Linked DNA regions of Danio rerio: region 1 is linked to region 2. The links are chromatin contacts, called in public Hi-C maps. All regions are on one chromosome and are shown on one strand. Each heading gives the region's core, a stretch centred on a gene start, on an enhancer-like site or on the middle of the called end of the contact. The rest is flanking DNA. Distances are from core to core; before and after follow the strand shown.

What was found. Hi-C and Micro-C count contacts between places; a contact is called where the count stands out from the background.
Region 1: a Hi-C map of hematopoietic stem cells shows a contact between it and region 2, with 3 times the contacts expected there. The contact joins the promoter of gabpa here to the promoter of tfdp1a in region 2. A contact is called at or near these places in 2 of 18 Hi-C or Micro-C datasets (caudal fin and hematopoietic stem cells) and 2 of 4 datasets of contacts at active chromatin or transcription factors (embryo and gastrula embryo).

The regions. Positions count from the first base shown.
Region 1 is chr9:36,705,327-36,709,733 of GRCz12tu, reverse strand. It overlaps gabpa (GA binding protein transcription factor subunit alpha), which reads right to left and starts at 2,956. Exons shown (of 10, transcript NM_131587.2): 1 at 2,814-2,956.
Region 2 is chr9:36,640,649-36,644,988 of GRCz12tu, reverse strand. It overlaps tfdp1a (transcription factor Dp-1, a), which reads right to left and starts at 1,801. Exons shown (of 12, transcript NM_213492.2): 1 at 1,714-1,801.

The sequences.
Region 1 (4,407 bases), core at 1,707-4,206, 64 kb before region 2:
ACAAATGATACCTTGACTTCTAGTTGATCATTTGGTATCAGAAGTGGCTTATTTGAAAGGCAACATGGATGGTGCAGTGGAAAAAGAATGAAGTGCATGACTCTCATTAGCTTGCAGACTGCATCCAAACATCTCTACAATGACTCAAAGAACTTATTAATAAAGTCATCTGGAATGGCAAAGAAAATGATCTTGCAGGGCTCCCAGAGTTCATCAAGATTCTTTGGATTTATCTTTAATGCCTCCTCCAGCACCCTACTCCAGACATGCTCAATATGATTATGTCTGGTGACTGTGCTGGCCAATCCTGGAGCACATTGACCTTCTTTGCTTTCAAGGAACTTTGATGTGGAGGCTGAAGTATGAAAAGGAGCGCTATCCTGCTGAAGAATTTGCCCTCTCCAGTGGTTTGTAATGTAATGGGCAGCACAAACGTCTTGATACCTCGGGCTGCGGATGTTGCCATCCACTTTGCAGATCTCTCACATGCCCACATACTGAATGTAACCCCAAACTATCATTTTTCCTTCACCAAACTTGACTGATTCCTGTGAGAACCTTGGCTCCATGTGGGTTCCAATAGGTCTTCTGCCTTATTTCTAATGATTGGGATGCAGTTCAACAGATGATTTATCTGAAAAATCTACCTTCTGCCACTTTTCCAAATGATCAACTAGGAAAAAGTCAAGTTATTACTTGTCGCTCATCTGGGATCGACAACAAAACGTTTTTCAGGTATTGCATTACAGGAGATTAGGTTGTGAATTAAACTATACTGATAACAGCTTTAGTTTGAACAACTCCACTGTCAAACTATTTTATAGTAGTGGTTTATTTTTATTGCCATAACAGAATCTATAACTATTGTCAAAAAATTGAGATGCAAAAATACAAACACTATATAAAATCTAAATAAAAAATAAGCAAACAAAACCTATAAGTTTTTGTTTAATTAAAATTAGTTTTAAAAAATCTCCCAAACACTAGAATAATAAAATAACTTTGGCCGTACCTTCCTGTAATTCTGTATCATGCCCTTACTCGTGTTGTTGTCTTTATTAAGATGAATTGTCCAAAGAATTGTAAATCAAGATGCATATTTGTGAACAAAATGAAATGCTACGGGTGTTGTTTTCTCTAAAATTGAGAAAAGAACACATTTCTGCGAGTAGACTCAAAAGTGATTGACATATATAGTAGTAATCCATTGTTTTTTTTAACCATAGGAGTTTTTATGTCAAATAAAAAAACCTCATTTCCTCTTTGATTAATTATACCTTGTTTGTATAGGAAAACAAAAGTGCTGAGAAAGCACTTAATTGTTTTTTGCATTACTTTTAAGGTTTAAGGTTTGGTTTTTTTTTCATGACTTTATAACTTCTTCTCCAACCAAGTCTTTTTAAGCACTTTAAGGAAACTTTTTGAAACCCACAGAAACTCACACTAAGATACTAAAAGCGAGAATTTGTGACATCCGAATTTTACTGTATCAATTATTCTTTTTTATGAATATATAGTTTTTACATGAAATTGTTTAGTGCTTGTTCACACTTTCCACAGTACATTAATCTTAACATATTTGATTTAAATCTATTAGTAAATGCAGAACATGACTATACATTAACGGATGCTGGAAGTACAGTTTTACGCTAATAATAAACTAAACAAAAGTATCCAGTAAAGTGTTACCATATGAACTATACGAATATTCAAAAAAATAAAACCATAAATTTACATATTTTCTAACATTTTAACAGACACAAACTTATATAAAACATCAAAGTGTGTCCCAGGTGCAGTAATTAGTGAAGTTAACGCACTCAAGCTGTCTCTGAAGTCCTGAAAACTCTCAGGCAACACCGAGGCTTTGCTTGAGCACAGGCCCAATTTGTGATTTACCGCACGTTATCACTTTTATTAAACACAAGGGACGCACATATTTATTAAATATGCTATCCATTCGGTCAACCCGTTTATTATTTGGGTGTGTAGCTTTAAACGTAATATTTCGCTAATGTAATTTCCACCAGCGACTGGGTGGGAAGACGACGCGCGAATCGATACAAACGCAGTTGCCATGTTGGAATGCTTTTGGGTTTCGTAATATAACCGCAAAACCGGGCGTAAAAGACGACTTTTTACAACTTCTGAAACTTTCAGGGCTAGCTACACATCAAGACTTTTGATTCTGGAAAGTTAAAACGGAAATGGAAGAAACGGAAACAAAACAAGAGAAGGGCAGATGTAAAAGCAGCCGGAAATCCTGGCCGAAGTCACGGCGGCTGACAGACTTCCGAAAACAGCCGTGCGACTGAAGAAACGGACGGAAACATCACGGTGTTTAATTATGCGATTCGTGCGGGATGTATTATCAACGGAAGGTACAGTTATGGATGAAGTATATATGTATTCCTGGCGTCTTTGTTAGCTGATTAGCTTAAGCTGACGAAAGACAGAGAGAGACACGCCTGGCTGAACTGAAGATCTGCTCGAGCAAACAGCTCGCGCTAACTTTTACGAAAAGTCGTGCGATCGAGTTATAAAGGTTAATCACATCTCTCGATAAAATAGATGCGTTATAAACAATCCACAATAAACTCTGCAAGTATCTTTACCGTCTGGTCGTCGGACGTGAGAGGGCTGGGTTATTGTCACTTCTGTTAGCACTCCGGCTAGCTCTGTTTCCCCTCAGGATGCTAACAGCTAGCTCGCGCAGAAAGCGGGAAAACTGACACGCTTATAACCTCACACGCATTGAACACACATTCTGTTCGCCTTTATCTCCTCAATATTATCCTTTCTACCAAACTTACCTCTTTATCCCGGCGAGTAAGTGCTGTGTTGGAGTTTTAGCGGGCTAAAGCTGGATGTCAGGGCTTTAGTTTAGTGTGTGTGCTAATAAGTTGACTGAATGTTCATGCTGGTTTTTGGTCAACATTGCATTGGGGGCGGGGATGAGCTGGAGGCCTCGCTGCCCACTGACAGCAACACGAACACCCCACTCGGGACTCCTCATCCTCTTCATGCACGGGGATTAAACAGTATCTGAGTATATGTTTGTTAATTGTGCCACAAAAATGCCAACAAAAGACAACAGAATGTGTCAGGTTTTACGTTTTCTTTAAGGCGAGACACTGTCAGTGAATAGAGTAAATGTTTTAGTTCTCAACGTATAGAACAAAACTTATCGTTATCAAGAATTGTTTTGTATTTGTTTTCTAAAACAATGAAAATGTGTCACTGGGGCTTTATTTTATGCTAATTTGCTTGTATTTTTATCACAATTGGAAGAAGTCAGATTATAAATTCTTCTATTTTAATCTTTTTTTAACAAACCCTACACACTCTCAGAAATAAAGGTATGTGAACATTTGTACTTAAAGGGTCCATATCGGTACCTCAAAAGTATAATACTGCAGCCAGTAACTCACTGCTTATTCTGTGAATGAATGCCTTAGTATATTTAAGGCTGAGTATTTTCTTTGATTAAAAGCAAAAAAAACTATTGTAAATATGTTATTTAATGTGATATCCTAATTAAAAAATGACAGCAGTGAGAAAACTGCAGTTCAGAAAGCATCTGACAGTAGTGATATGGATATATTTGCACAAGTTTTGCAACACACTTATCCATGAGGTCATTTAACTGTTTCACTCGTACGATCACACCGATGTGATTAGCCTTGGCTGATTCCTGAAGCGTACGTTCACACCGGTGTGATTAAAATGTTCAGAGCGCACATCATCAACTGCTAAAACTCAAATCTGACGGTGGACTCCCGTTTCTTTGGTAGATTTTCTACTCTCCCATATAAACAGTTGATTACCTTCATGCATTTCAGCAGAAAATTTTGAATAAACATGCCGTAAATCCAGCCGTTTGGATCTCTCCAAGTTACTGATTTTCTTGAAGTTAACAAAAAGTATTAATATTGTTTATTAAATTATGCAATAATTGTATTTTGTTTGCGTCTAAGTACCTAAAAACAAGAGGAACCCTTTTGTACTTTTTAGGTACTAATATGTACACTGAGGTATTAATATGATCCTTTTAGGTACAGATTTGTACCTTTCCAAAAGGTACCCACCCTAGTGACAGCTCGCATACTTTATTTCTGAGAGTGCAGGTACACTAAAAACAATACTGATTACAACAATTACCCACCGACAGTCAAATGTGCTCAACCCTTTGACTGTGTACTTGTTTGTTTTTGTCCACATTAAATGTGTAACACATGTCTTTTTAACTTCTTTATTGTCTTCCAGGTATTAATTGTCTTTTACGTATTTATTGTCAGCGTTGTTTACCCTTTAACTGCCTGCTCTACCAAATGGTTGACCATATTTTGACTTTTTTTTTAAATAATGACTGTTAAAGTCATTTAAAAATGACTGTTTTAAAATAAT
Region 2 (4,340 bases), core at 552-3,051:
CACCCAAACCCCTCGTGCAATATCCTGAAAAACATCCATATGCAACAGTTCCTGTCGTTTTGAGTAACTTTTCTTGCAAAAGGAAAGGGCCCTTAAATACAAAAATATCAAGTGTCTCAAGTAATAAAAAAGCGTGTAAACGCATCAAGCAGAACGATAATCTGCTTCATTCGTTTACTTTTTCCGCTCCAAACATAATGCACAATCGAAGCAGTGTGCACTATTATAAAGCGTGTTAGCCCAGTTAGCTAGCAGCCTTTCAAACACGTTTTGCAACGAACCCTGGTCCTAATTGTGATCAAAACGTGCTTCTCGTGTTTAAATGCGAGCAGATCGGGTATTGTGCATGTGCTCGTACCGTTTTGCAAACGAATCGGACTTAAATGGCCATCTGGAAATGAAGTCTGTAAACTTTCCTCTGAACTTACAGTCCTGAAGCCCTTTGCCTTCTTAGGTGCTGTTTTTGTTGGCATAGCCAGTTAGCAAGAGGACAGAGGAAGAGGAGGTCTGAAGCCCATCTCTCAAACAGGAAACAAAAATAAATCAAATAATATGAAAAATAAAAACCCATGTGCGGTGAATGAGCGTGCTTTTGAAACGAGCTTGCACTTGGGAGATGTTTGATTGTTAGATCATGGCACATTCATAAACCTCAAAATGGATGCGGATGTTTTAAGCATGCACATACAAGACGCATGCAAACTGTAAATCCCTATAAATAATTCCAAATAAAAGAACTAAAATTATCAATATATATTATATAGAGTTTAATAAAGAATAATCTTAAGCAAATATATGTATATAAACGGCCACATTATTAAGCAACACAGTTGACAGTCACAACACCTATTCAGCTGGAGGGTCACAGAATTCGTTGGCTTCAACAGCAACACAAGTTAAACAACCGATTATACTCTAAAAACGGAAAATAGCCGTTCATAATGGGACATAATTATTTGCAAACATTCATGAACTAATTGAACAAACAGGATGGTTTTGGTTTAATGCCTGGCAGCCATTTTACATGGTTGCTAAAGCAAAGCCAACATGCAGTGATGCTAGCTGAGGTGACAGGTCCTTCTGTCGTCAAAAACTACTTATTAATTGAACAAAATCCTCGTGCTTATGCGATAGTAACAATAACAACTGTTTCTTTAGTTTCAAAAGTCTTTAAAACACGCTTTAAAGCGAATTAAAATAAAACTGTTAAGCTAGCGACCAGGCGAGCTAGTAACGTCAAGCTAACTTCCACTCAAATCGAGGTCATCTCGACAGCTTTATCATAATCAATCTACGATCCCCTTACTATTGTTTATTACACGTCCAGTTTTGCCTGCCAATGCTTTTTTGTACGATCGGTAAAGATCAGGGACGATTTTCTATTGCACTACACTGACAGAAACACTTGACATGGCTTAGCATGTTGGCTAACACAAGCCATCTGAGACAGACAGTTTTAATATTTCACCTATATGATAATGAATCAGGACTGATGGTTAACAGACTAACGGCCTCAGATAGCAGATGTACAACTGCATACAGTCGCACGCTGTTGTTTTAGAACGAGTTTGCTGTCAAACGCACTTATTTTGTGTTAAATTATTACAAGCGCAGATAAAAGACAGCTTCTTTATGCACTGGTGATATATAAAAACGGAAAACATCGCTCAAAGCTGTCTGTGTGGACTCGGAGCCCCCCCTGGTCTCACTTACGGTCGGTTGCATCCGCCTTCAACTGTCTAGCGTAGAATGAATAGGAGCGCACAGTAGAACCTGCTCCCTCTCTAGGTCTGTAAAACTGAGCTTGGCGGTGTCGACGCCACGGGAAACCCGATTGGACGATGATGCTCGTGACGTCGAAAAAACGTATTACAAAAGACACGCCCGCGCTAAATTCTGATTAGACGGAGCGCTACAAAAGCTGTGTTGACATGTTCTCATTGGTTGATTATACTGGATTCCACCCACTGCGTCTGAGGGTGGAGCGTGCGTAGGTATATATGTAAATAAAGAGAATAAAAAATGGTTCATGTGTATTAAATGTCTAATATATGTTTATTAATACCACCCAATACAATAAGAACATCTGTTACCAGTGTATAAATGTCTAATTACCGCTTTCATATCACTTTCTCGGGTTATATTTTCAATTAGACCGCTTCCCCTTTGCACGGTAGTCATCCTGTTTATTTATTTAGATCTCAGTACTGTAAAAGTACTAAACATTTGAACCTAAGCTTAGATACAGACACCATATCAATTTATTACAGGTTTGTGGTGCAAAATAGTGCACTGGTATCCATTTAACTGTATTTAGGAAATGAAAAGGAAAAGGTAAACTCTTTCTTAGCTCTTTAAGTGTATTTGTTGGCTTGTTAGCCAAGTTACGATTAATAAATTGTGTTTTCATTTTAAATAATTGAGAAAAGATGTATAAAAAACAACATAAAATACGTTTAGAGGCGTTTAGTATTATGCACAAGTCAATATTTATGAAGTACAAATCATAATGTACAAATCAGCAAAATAATAAATTAGACTATTTTATTTGCTCATTATATAAAATATAAAATTGAAACTTTAAGTCATTAGGTCACATTTTGGTTTTAGGACTGTAACATGTTTATCAGTATTCATGCTGCCCCCACAGACAGGACTGTATACAGTATGTTTTATACAGATAACTAATGGAGAAGTGTTCAAAAAGGGTGTCACCATTTAGTGTCACTATCATTTTCAGGTCTCTGGGTGGGTATATTTGAAGAAGTTATTTGAATTAAATACTGTACATCAAGGGTGCCCAAACCCGGTCCTTGAGGGACGGTTTCCTCCATTTTTTAGGTGTAACCCCAATTAAACACACCTGAACTAGCTAATCAAGCTCTTTCTAGGTATACTAGAAACTTCCAGGCAGGTGGGTTAAGGAAAGTTGGAGCTAAACTATGCAGGACACCGGCCCTCCAGGACCAAGTTTGAGCACCCCTGCTGTACATTTATAAATGTCGAATTCTTACCTAAACAGAGTACATAAACACAGTTAGGTAGCAGTGGTGTAAAGTAACTAATTACAAATACTCAAATTACTGAAAATTGAGTAATTTTTCTCAGAAATTGTAATTTACCAAGAAGTTTTATAAATGTGTACTTTTACTGTCCCTTGAGTACATTTTTAGTGCAGTATCGGTACTTTTACTTCTTTGCTTCAACCTGCAGTCACTACTTTATTTCTTTCTTGTCCATGGGAATTGGCTAAAGTAGAAAAAAATAGTTCTGTGATTCTTGTCCAATTAAATCACACATAGAAAGTAAATCGCATAATAATGAACAACATCAACACGTGGGCGTTTTCTAAATGCAGCAAACCCTTTGGAAGCATTAAAAATGTCCCAGAAGATGTTCAAAATATTTACCCACATTGACGCACAGACTTTTAATACACTGGGCATCACTGATGAGAAAATAAATGTCAACTTTAATAAAAAAGAATGTCGTCTGTATGATGACTGAAATCACCAAACAGCTTTAAACAATCGCTAAATGGAACGAATAAAAAATGGAAGGACGAACTGAACAAAGGAAGGACTGAACTAATGAAGGAAGAAAAGACTAAAAAAATGAAGGAAGAATTCAAGGAAGGACTGAACAAACTAAGGAAGGAAAAGAAGGAAAGAGGGAAGGAAAGAACAAACAAATGAATGAACAAAGGACCTAAAGAAAGAATCAGGAAAAATTATGAACAAAAGAATTAATGAATGAGCGAACAAATGAAGGGAGGAATGAAGGAAGGTGGAAATGAACAAATGAATAAAGGAAGAACAGAACAAAGGACCTAATGAAGAAAGTAACAAAAATATAAACGAACAAAGGACTAAATGAATAAAGTGTTCAAGGAAGAACTGAACAAACTAAGAAAGGAAGGAAGGAACGAACAAATGAACAAAGGACCTAATAAAGGAAAGAACAAAAATATAAATGAGCGAACAAATAAAGGGAGGAACGAAGGAAGGACCAAATAAATGAAGTAAGGAATGAACAAATGAATGAATGAAGGAGAGACAGAACAAACAATGGAAGAAAGGTTGAAGGGAACAAACGAATATACAGTAGGAAGAACACTAAATGCACTACAGAATGTTACAATCACACATCCCTGCACAAACTGGATGTAAATGCAAAACTACTTTTTACAGCGTAATACTCACTACTCACTACTCTTGAGTACTTTTGAAAGGTCTACTTTTTACTCATACTTTGAGTAATATTTACAACAGATACTTTTACTCTACTTGCACTACATTTTTAGGCAAGTCATGTTAGGCAAGGTACTTTTACTTGCGTAT